Regions from separate parts of the Ovis aries genome. Here region 2 is linked to region 1. Evidence: chromatin contacts called from public Hi-C data. All regions are on one chromosome and are shown on one strand. The core of a region is the stretch at or near the end of the contact, and the rest is flanking DNA. Distances in the headings are between cores, read along the strand shown.

Region 1 (5,499 bases), core at 1,173-3,672:
CCTCCCAAAGATGTCCAAGTCTTATCCCCAGAACCTGTGAATTTATTATGTTACATGGCAAAGGGGAATCACTGTGGCAGAAGGTAATAAGATGCTCATCAGCTGAGCTTAAAATAGGGAGATTACCCTGGATTTACGCTGGAGTATCCAGGGAGGTCCATGAATGGAGAATAAGGAGGCAGAAGAGAGAGTCAGAACGATGCAACGCGAGGACTCGATCCAACATTGCTGGCTTTCAAGACAGAGGAAGGGAGCCCAGGGATGAACGCCACGTCTGCATGCTGGAAAAGGCAACTTAGTGGGACCTCCCCTAGCGGCTCCAGAAGAGAACAGAACCCTGCCCACACCTTGATCTCAACCTAGGGAGTCCCATTGTGGACTTCAGACCCACAGAACAAGAACACAATACATTTTTGTCATTTTAAGCCACTAAATTGATGGTAACTTGTTACAGCAGCAACAAGAAACTAACATACTGCATCTCAGTTTGGGCTGCTATAACAAAACACCACAGGTTGGGTAGCTTACACAACCAACACTTATTTCTCTCGGTTCTGGAGGCGGGCAGGTCCTGGCCAACGTGTCGGCATATCTGGGGCCTGGGGAGGGCTCTCACCCTAATTTTAGACAGCTGCCTTCTTGACGAGTCCTCACATGGTGGTCTCGAATCTCTTCCTCTAAGGACACCGATCCCATTCAAGGGGGCCCCGCCCTCATGATCTAATTAGGCACCGAAGGCCTCACCTCCATACCATCCCGTTGGCTATCAGGGCTTCAATTCTGGGATGACACAAACATTCAGTCATAGTGTATCTGACATAGCAGAAAGCCTTATATGAGACAGCCTTTTTTTTCTTTTTAAAGGAGTCATAATGTTTTCAATAAAGCTTTAAATGTCCAAGGGAATCCACTGCACAGTCTAGACACAGAAGCTCCCCTCTTTAAGTTCCCCCTCCCGCATCTTTAGCTAGGTTCAGTCTGCCAGGGTGGAATGGTGTGTGGGGGTGAGTGCCAAGAACAAGAAGCCCCTCAGAAAACTTGATTACAAGAAGTTTCACTTAAAGTATAACAAATGTGATCCCTATTTCTTATGATACCTGGGATTTGCTTGAATATAACATGGATGGACAGTAACACCTGAAAGAGGATCAGTCATGAGTTGACAGCTGAGTGGGGGTAGGGGCAGACTCCTTATAAATACTGTCTACTTAAATACACACTTGATAGCTTTCTTAACGAAACATTATTTTTTAAAATCTCCCATTTTTCGCTCTCTTTTAACATGTTTGGTGATTCTGAAGTACAGATTTTCTGCTGCCAAACTAGTAATAACCCATACTTGAACAAGCAACCCAACCCACCTCAGATCTCTAGCTAGTTTATTTCTAAATAGACTTTAGCAAGTTTTTGCTTAAAATTCCACTTAAGACTATTAATACCACTTAAAAAAAAAAACACCCTACCAACCCCAAAACCTTCACCAAGAGTTTACTATGTGCCAGGCTCTATTCCAAGATCTCTGCATGAAATGCGTTAGCTCATGGAACTCTCCCAGCAATCCCGAGATGAGTAACATCATCACACCTGTTTTAACAGATAAGGAAACTGAGTCAGAGAGCTGGTAAGTAATCTGCTCAGGGACACATGGGGTGAAGCCTGGATGGAACCCAGTATTCTAAGTTACCAGACTGGAGTTCTTAATGTATGCACAGATTCTTGGCAGGTGGCAAGTTCAGTTTTTCAGCATAGTAGTCACGAAGGGGGACGCTTGGGAATTCAGAAAAACACCCAGCGAGCAACGTCAGGCTGTTTCTTCATGCATCTGTATTCAACAGTGCACTGCACATCTGACGTCACCCCACAGTGATGGGCACTTACAGAGCGCCCGCTGTGTGTGCCAGGAAGCTAGTGAAATGCTTGCTTCGTGCTGGCATTGGCTCCCCTATAACCAATCGGATGAATTAGACGTTGCCCCCATTTCTATTTTATAAACATGGAAACTGAGGCCCACGTGAGCTAACAGGCTAATAAGGGGCAGGACTGGCATGGATCACAGGTCTATATGACTCAAAGGCTAAGTTATTTATATCATCAAAAGGTCAATAAACTGTTACTACTTATCTTATTTAATTTTGGCTTTTTTTTTTCACAGAAATATAAACTAGGTTTCATGTGAGTTATTTATAGACACTGATTTTTAAAATGTTTTCAACCACAGTGGATACAGAAAGCTCTACAAGAGAGATTTTTTTGAATGTTTCCACACAGAGCACTCATTTTAAAAGTCACTCAAAGTGGGAACATGCACATATATATCCAAAGCGACTGTTTTCCCCACTGAAGTCTCCTCCTCCAAGCCCATCTGTTATTCCCAGTGTTGTCAACACAGGAGGCTTGGAATTGCTAAGTACTGTCGGGATGCTGGGAGGAAGGCCCACAGATGTGTGCCAGGAACCAGGACTGTCATAGAGACTGGTGGTGCCACGGTAACTGTTCACCCTGAGTACCAACCATCAAACTGCCATCAAAACAAGGTTTAAACAAGGAATGAAGGCAACCTCCAGGGCTGGGTCTCTTCCCCCTGTCTAAGTTCATCTACCTCCACCCATAGTGCAGGGCAGGATATCAGCAGAGGAGCAGACTCCTGGCAAAAGACTGTGGAGTTTGGGTGGAGCAGGGCAGACAGCAGAGAAATGGGTAAGAAATCCAGGGAGTTGGCTGAGCTTCTTGGGTCTCATCTCTGCTCAGTCTCTGCTACTTCCTCTGAAAGGGACACTGATGCCCGCCTCGTTAGGCTTCAAGGGACCCCAGCTGGATGAACTTCCTCTTCTGTTTCTCAACCCCTCCCTCCCATGTCCGAGAGAAGAGGACTGGCTGGGGTAGGGTCTGGAGAGGGCAGGGAGCAGGCTCCGCTCGCTCGCAGCCAGGCAGCAGAGGGTGTCTGCTCCAGCTCCACCCACATCTGGCCACAAAGCTACAGCCTGGTTCTCCGTTTGGCTTTTTCACGTTCTGACTGCTTATTTCTTTCAGGTAGCTCCAAAACTTGCTGGGGGAAAATGGGTGTTTTTAATAAAATCCCTAAACTCTTAACCTTTGCCAACTGAAATTTTGAGCAAGTTGCTTAATCTCTCTGAGCTTTACTACAAAGGGAGGGCAATAAACATGCTTCTTTAAAAGCAGAAGCAGCAGCACGAGTTGACAGAGAACTCTCATTACGCGCATGCTGTGTGGCAGGCACCAGCCGAACGCTGTCCGTCCACCAGCGCATTTGTTCGCTCCTCCTGATAACCTCTTGGGACAGGTTTCGCTATAATCCCACTTCACAGATGAGAAGACACTGAAGTAACGCATTTCATATAAATGGTTCAAAATAAACGGGGGACTGTGATGCCCAACCCAAGGACCTGTGTGCTTTCAGCCTCTACAAGTCCACCCATGAAGACAGCCCTACCGTCCCATCCAAGCACAGGGCATCTCTGAGGGCCGCTTTCATCACAGGGCACACAGAACGTTTTGAGATCAAAAGTACTCAACGCTGAGATGCCCTGTTCAGGTCAAACGCAATGTCAACAGCTACGGGTCAGTGCAGAGCCAACAGCCACCCTCCAAGGCCTGCTGGGATCTGGCTTCTCCACAAAGCTGATACTCAACCAAGCAATTGTTTAAACTCCATTCTAAAACGACAGGCATTCATCTGGCCCATCCTTTTCTTTCTCTGAAGATAAACCAAGTTCATTCTTAAGTGACTGAATTTTAATAAGGCTCATTTCAAAAGTCATGAAGACATTGGACTTCCCCACACAGCACATCTACCATATACACAGAGTGATTATAAAACAGTAGCCAGTGGTCCCAGTGCATCTGACAGGGAAAAACATGCTCACATTACCTGATATCACACATAAAGCTTTTACCAGGAGAGACCAAGCAACAGTTAGAACTGGACATGGAACAACAGACTGGTTCCAAATAGGAAAAGGAGTACGTCAAGGCTGTATATTTTCACCTTGCTTATTTAACTTCTATGCAGAGTACATCCTGAGAAACGCTGGGCTGGAAGAAGCACAAGCTGGAATCAAGATTGCCGGGAGAAATATCAATCACCTCAGATATGCAGATGACACCACCCTTACGGCAGAAAGTGAAGAGGAACTAAAAAAGCCTCTTGATGAAAGTGAAAGAGGAGAGTGAAAAAGTTGGCTTACAGCTCAACATTCAGAAAACGAAGATCATGGCACCTGGTCCCATCACGTCATGGCAAATAGATGGGGAAACAGTGGAAACAGTGTCAGACTTTATTTTTTTGGGCTCCAAAATCACTGCAGATGGTGACTGCAGCCATGAAATTAAAAGACGCTTACTCCTTGGAAGAAAAGTTATGACCAACCTAGATAGGATATTCAAAAGCAGAGACATTACTTTGCCAACAAAGGTCTGTCTAGTCAAGGCTATGGTTTTTCCAGTGGTCAGGTATGGATGTGAGAGTTGGACTGTGAAGGAAGCTGTTCAGTTCAGTTCAGTTGCTCAGTCATGTTTGATTCTTTGCAACCCCATGAATCACAGCAAGCCAGGCCACCCTGTCCATCACCAACTCCCAGAGTTTACTCAGACTCAACGTCCATAGAGTCAGTGATGCCATCCAGCCATCTCATCTTCTGTCATCCCCTTCTCCTCCTGCCCCCAATCCCTCCCAGCATCAGAGTCTTTTCCAATGAGTCAACTCTTTGCATGAGGCGGCCAAAGTACTAGAGTTTCAGCTTTAGCATCATTCCGTCCAATGAACACCCAGGACTGATTTCCTTTAGGATGAACTGGTTGGATCTCCTTGCAGTCCAAGGGACTCTCAAGAGTCTTCTCCAACACCACAGTTCAAAAGCATCAATTCTTCGGTGCTCAGCTTTCTTCACAGTCCAACTCTCACATCCATACATGACCACTGGAAAAACCATAGCCTTGACTAGACGGACCTTCGTTGGCAAAGTAATGTCTCTGCTTTTCAACATGCTATCTAGGTTGGTCATAACTTTTCTTCCAAGGAGTAAGCGTCTTTTAATTTCATGGCTGCAGTCACCATCTGCAGTGATTTTGGAGCCCCCCAAAAACAAAGTCTGACACTGTTTCCACTGTTTCCCCATCTATTTGCCATGAAGTGATGGGACCAGATGCCATGATCTTCGTTTTCTGAATGTTGAGCTTTAAGCCAACTTTTTCACTCTTCTCTTTCACTTTCATCAAGAGGTTTTTTTAGTTTCTCTTCACTTTCTGCCATAAGGGTGGTGTCATCTGCATACCTGAGGTTATTGATATTTCTCCTGGCAATCTTGATTCCAGCTTGTGTTTCTTCCAGCCCAGCGTTTCTCACGATGTACTCTGCATATAAGTTAAATAAGTAGGGTGACAATATACAGCCTTGACATACTCCTTTTCCTATTTGGAACCAGTCTGTTGTTTCATGTCCAGTTCTAACTGTTGCTTCCTGACCTGCATATAGGTTTCTCA
Region 2 (5,499 bases), core at 1,299-3,798, 130 kb before region 1:
CTGAGCCCTGCCCTCTGCTCCTGCACACGGGGCACAGAGCCTGGCTGGCGGGGAGCAGCCACCCTCTGGTTTCTAACACAGCTCGCTCCTGGTGAGGTCGGAGTCCGTCTGGCCTCCTTCCTCAGTGATCGAGGCCCTGTGCTCTCCTGGACAACTTTTCCTCCAACTTCATGGTGCTCTCCAGCCTCTGCCCCTCCCTGCCCCATCCTCAAGGCCCAAAGAATAAGATTTGCCTTGGCCAAGGTAGGGCTTCTCTGGGGGCTCAGCGGGTAAAGAATCCACCTGCAATGCAGGAGACCCAGCTTCAGTTCCCGGGTCGGGAAGATCCCCTGCCAAAGGGAATGGCAACCCACTCCAGTATTCTTGCCTGGAGAATCCCATGGACCGAGGAGCCTGGTGAGCTACAGTCCATGGGATCTCAGAGTCGGAGGCGACTGAGTCCAATGTAGCCATCCTTGAATAAATCTGCATGACTGGGACAATAATTTGACCTTAATAAAAGTTTAGGGAAAAAATGAAAACCAAATCTTTAAAATTCGTATTTCCTGCCTCTTTCTCCCCTTATTACTCTGCCCCAAAGTCTTAACCTAAATAAGGAAGAACTTAGGAGTGGTGAAATGTTTGGAAGGGTGCTAGTGTGTCCATGAGTGGGGTACTGCGTTTCATTGCGCCAGGCCTTGACTTTGTGGTGCACACATAAGATGGCCATCCACAGCATGAATGAATGCCTCTGTGTGTGTGTGTGTGTGTGTACATGTGTACATGCGCATCACTGGCCCCAGAGTCAGGAGGCCTGGACTGTGTTCTCAGCTCCATCACCAGCGTGTGACAAGTGCCCTCCCTTCTCTGGACTTCAGTATCCTGACGGCAGGATGAGGTCTCCATGGTTTTGTTGCTCTGTGAACACTCTAGATGGCTCATGACTAGGCTCCTGTAGATCCTTCCAGGGCCAAGAACAGCCTTTCATTACAAAGTTGGAGTGCAGAGGCCAAGAGATTGGGCAGGTCTTCAGAAGCACCCCAGCATCTTAGAGCTGGACGGGATCTTAGGAATCATATCCTGTTTCCATACGGGTCTCCGGGTTCTGTGAGGTCAACGGGAAGTCTTGTTAACAATGCAGATCTTTATCATTTTGCTCCTATCAGAATCAAATGGACCAAATCTGACTCTTGGTCAGGGCCAAGGCCTAGGAACTGCATTTTATCAAGTTTCCCAGGTGATTCTCAGGCAGCTGATGTCAGGACAGTAGATGAAGAGTCTCTGCTGAAGAGTCTCTGCTGTAGTCTGCATCCCTCATCGGACAGACGCCCTGAGCTGGGAAGGGGATGTGCCCAGGCATAACAGCAGCTTCATGTTCGTCCTGTGCCAGGGACGATGGAAACGCTTTACCAGTGTCAACTCTTTTAAACTCCATGACACCCTCAAGGAGATCCTGCGATCCTCCCCATCTACAGATGAGGAAAGGGACCCCCTTGGGAGGTCAAGGAACTTGCCCAGTTCCACTCAGCCAGGAGGTTGCGTCCCAAGGTTCCGGGTGAGTTACTGACCCCAAAACTAGGATCAGACCCAGCCCAGAATGCAGGGCTCATCTGCCAGGAGGTTGATGGGTTTCCAGAGACCAACCTGCTCCTGAAACAAAACTCACCTCTGCCGGGGCTCATCCCACCCTCTTCTTTTTAATTTTTTCTTTTTTCTAAGTGAACGAAACAGAAACATCAGAAAATACAAGAAGTGAAAAGGAAATATATTTCCGTCACCCAGAGGTGACAATGATGTTGATAATGATGACAGATGTGACTCTAGTCCTGACCACAACTGACAGCTGCTGAACACCCCAGCCTTTGCTCTGCACCTCACATGCATTTTCTCATTAAGCCCCTTCAACACCCGAGGAAGCTGAGCACTGTTTACACCTGGATTTGTTTCCTCTGTGGTCAGATACAACATAACTTCGACACATTAACATTTTAAAGATCTGTTTGTACCATACACTCTTCTTTTTGCCTTGTCACAAAACAAATTGTCATAAGCATCAGTTCAGTCATTCAGTTGTGTCCGACTCTTTGCAACCCTGTGGACTGTAGCACGCCTGGCTTCCCTATCCCATCACCAACTCCCAGAGCTCGCTCAAACTCATGTCCATCAAGTTGGTGATGCCATCCAACCATCTCATCCTCCGTCGTCCCCTTCTCCTGCCTTCAATCTTTCCCAGCACCATGGTCTTTTCCAGTGAGTCATAAGCATCATTCCTTGTCAAAAAATGTGTTGACCCCACCTCTCTGAGTCCCCATTTCATATCACACCCACTGCAGTTTGAGGCTGTTTGTGAAGGGTCCAGCATAGTTCTGGGCAGAAGGCAGGTGCTCCACATAAAAAGCTGTCTCTTCCGGAGGAGCCTCGTGGGCTACAGTCCACGGGGTCGCAAAGAGTCGGACACGACTGAGTGACTTCACTTCACTTCACTTCACTTCCATGTAGTTACAAGGAAATCTACAGGCCACCCAGGCTGTTTCATGTCAGGTTTGCTTCTGGCCACCAGATGGCGGTATAGCCCCTCAGAATAAGCTGAGGCTGCAGCTGGGAGAACCTCAAACGCTAAGGCTGCCCCCGGAGACTGCCAGGGCCCCTTGCACCCACCTGAGTCCCTGCCCCTGCCGCCCACCCCACACCACATGGAAGCCTGTTGGTGACCTAACATTCTTCTTCCCCAGTTTGGAGGGATGTGTCCCAGAAAGGAGAGTCGTTTGCTCATTTATTTTTCAACCTTGCTGAGTGCTGACAATGTCCCCCGACTCCAGGGTTCAGGCTTTAAGAGACGTTGTGGTTCACTGGGTTCTCAGTCTCCTCTGTACAAATGGGCTCTAAAAATAGCTCAGACTCAGGGGTGACCTGTGAAAACCTGATGCTGTGTAAAGGAAGCCAGACACAGAAGATCACATGTCTGGCATGGTTCCATTTATATGAAATGCCCAGAATAGGCGAATTCATAGAGAAAGAAAGCGGATGAGCGGTTGCCAGGGCCTGGGGGAGGGCGGGATGGGGAGTGACTGCTAATGAGTCTGGGATTCCCACCTGGGATGATGAAAAGATTCTAGAACTAGATAGTGGTTATTAAGGGCCAAATTGTGTCTCCCTCCCCCCAAAATAAGACCGTAAGTCTGGGACCTGATCCCATAGAACCATGTCCTTAGAAGAAGGGACCCCAGAGGTGATCAGGAGGTGGGGACCAGGCTCCCCTGGCTCCTAAGGGGTGGCCTCAGTGAGCTCACCTGCAGGATCCCTGGACATGTGAATCGGACGCTGACACTGTCTGCCCTCCTCCTTGTGCCTTCAGGACAAAAAATATCCTGTGTTCTGAGCGCCAGAGCCGGCCTCACCATCTCCTGAGAACCCTCTAAGCCGCCTGGGCCTGGCCCAAGATGTGCTGACAGAGAAGAGAAAGGAATTGTGAAAATCCCGTCTCTCTCACAAAACCCTGGCTTTTGAATCTATTGTCTGACTGCAGGATTCATTCTGCATGCCAGAGTCAAAACAGGACCTGGAGCCTTTTTTCTTCGCTTCCTCTGTGACATTCCTAACCCCACCCCCATCCCCATCCCCACCCAAGGCAGATGGATGTTTTTGATCATCAGGGAGGAAGTTCTCAGAGGCAAACAGAAACAAAATGAATAATTTTCCGAATAATATCTTTTAAACATACATCATGCAAAAGTATAAACGTGGTTCAGTCTGGGGCCAACAGCAGTGCAAAATAATTGTTGTCTATAGACAGACCCTCTCCTGTCCAGCAGAGGCCCAGCTGGCTTCTCCCCTGATGTAAAAAGCCAGTCCTGTCTCCATTTCATTTCAATATTCCTGACCTGAAAATAGGTCTGTTCTTTGGATTCTCTGTTGAACCAGCTAGGACATCTGCCCAGCTCCCTCCCTGATTAACGTGTTAAATAAAATCTTCAACACGTATTCATTCTCACCTCTCTGTGAGAGGTATGATTTTTCCTTTTTTTTTTTTTTTTCTTTTGGAAATTATTTCTGACAGACTTCAGAAAGTAAAGCTTGGTCCAGACATAGACAAAATTTTCTCTTCTTTATTTCGTGCCTGAATTTGGTAGATTTCCAAGCCTAGAGTGTTATTAGTTTGCCAGAGCTGCCAAAACACAGTACTGCAGACTGGGCACTCAAACAGCAAAAATTGGTTTTCTCACAGTTCTAGAGGCTGGGAGGCTGAGATCAAGGGCTTGGTTGATCCCTTCTGAGGCCTCTCCCCTTGGCTTGAAGATGGCCATCTTCTCCCTGGGTCCTCACAAAGTCATTCTTCTGTGGTTATCTCTGTCCTGAATGCCTCTTCTCATAAGGACACCAGTTCTATTGGATCAAGGCCCACCCATATGACCTCATTTTACCTTAATCTCCTGTATAAAAGCCCTGCCTCCAAATACAGTCACATTCTGAAGTCCTAGAGGTTAGAACTTCAACATGGATTTGGAGGAGAAGGGGTCGTAATTCAGCCCATAACATAGAGCAAGAAACAGAACAGGCTGGAGTGCATGGCGCGGAATCGTGCTGGGTGACCCAGCGGAGGGAGCTGGGCCCTTGCCCCCAGGGGCCACAGACAGAATAGTGCTGAGGTACCCACTCCACTCGTCTGCCTGTGATTCCCAGAGACGACAGCAGCAAGGCCAGTGGCAGACCGGTGCTACTGCTAAAGGAGGTGGGTCATTTTACTTTTGGTCCCTGAGATTCTCCAGTTCCTTGGCTGTAGACTGCCTGACCCTTCAACTGTAGGGAAAAGAGAAATGGGACTATGGGCTTTGAGCACTGACGCTGCTTCCCGCCTGCTGACCTGCTGGGGCTGGTTTGGCTTCAGGGTTTCAAGCAGGCTTGGCCATGAGATCTTTAATCCATCACATGGCAGGTGGATGCCCAACCCACAGAGCCGAAGAAACCAAAACGCTTTGATTCATGCAGGGTGGAGCCAGAACCCTGTGTGCTCAGCGTCTCATCCTTCTATGCCCCACCAGCCTTGACCCTGAGGGGGCTCCGTGAGATCCCCAGGGACTCCAAGAAGCACACTGTGGAGACGCCTGCCCTTGGGGACACTGCTGGGCGTGCCGCCACATTTCCTGCCTCCTGACCTCTGCAAATCAGCACAGGGTGGTTCCATTACCTCATTAGTTATTAAGACTTGCCTTGCTCCAAGAAGACTACAGAAACACAAATAAATTTCTAAAATATCCAAGGAGACTGAGACAAAGAGAAAATAGAGGCAGGAGATACGTGTATATGTGTTCAGTTCCATTCAGTCACTCAGTCGTGTCCGACTCTTTGCGACCCCATGAATCGCAGCACGCCAGGCCTCCCTGTCCATCACCCACTCCCGGAGTTCACTCAGATTCACGTCCATGGAGTCAGTGATGACATCCAGCCATCTCATCCTCGGTCATCCCCTTCTCCTCCTGCCCCCAATCCCTCCCAGCATCAAAGTCTTTTCCAATGAGTCAA

The links. A called contact is a pair of places that touch in the nucleus more often than the background predicts.
Region 2: a contact with region 1 is called in a Hi-C map of hypothalamus, with 4 times the contacts expected there. The contact joins two enhancer-like sites. A contact is called at or near these places in 4 of 16 Hi-C or Micro-C datasets (hypothalamus, liver and tail adipose tissue).

The regions. Positions count from the first base shown.
Region 1 is chr6:105,327,099-105,332,597 of ARS-UI_Ramb_v3.0, reverse strand. All of the region lies in intron 1 of STX18 (syntaxin 18), which reads right to left. Among named protein-coding and RNA genes, the nearest start is that of TRNAC-ACA, 52 kb to the right of the region's middle. Within about 2 kb of position 2,422, at least 11 of the 54 cell types and tissues checked have an H3K27ac peak or open chromatin away from gene starts, as enhancers often do. A contact at or near this core is called in hypothalamus, where this site is marked.
Region 2 is chr6:105,459,885-105,465,383 of ARS-UI_Ramb_v3.0, reverse strand. No RefSeq gene overlaps it. Among named protein-coding and RNA genes, the nearest start is that of ZBTB49, 32 kb to the left of the region's middle. Within about 2 kb of position 2,548, at least 11 of the 54 cell types and tissues checked have an H3K27ac peak or open chromatin away from gene starts, as enhancers often do. A contact at or near this core is called in hypothalamus, where this site is marked.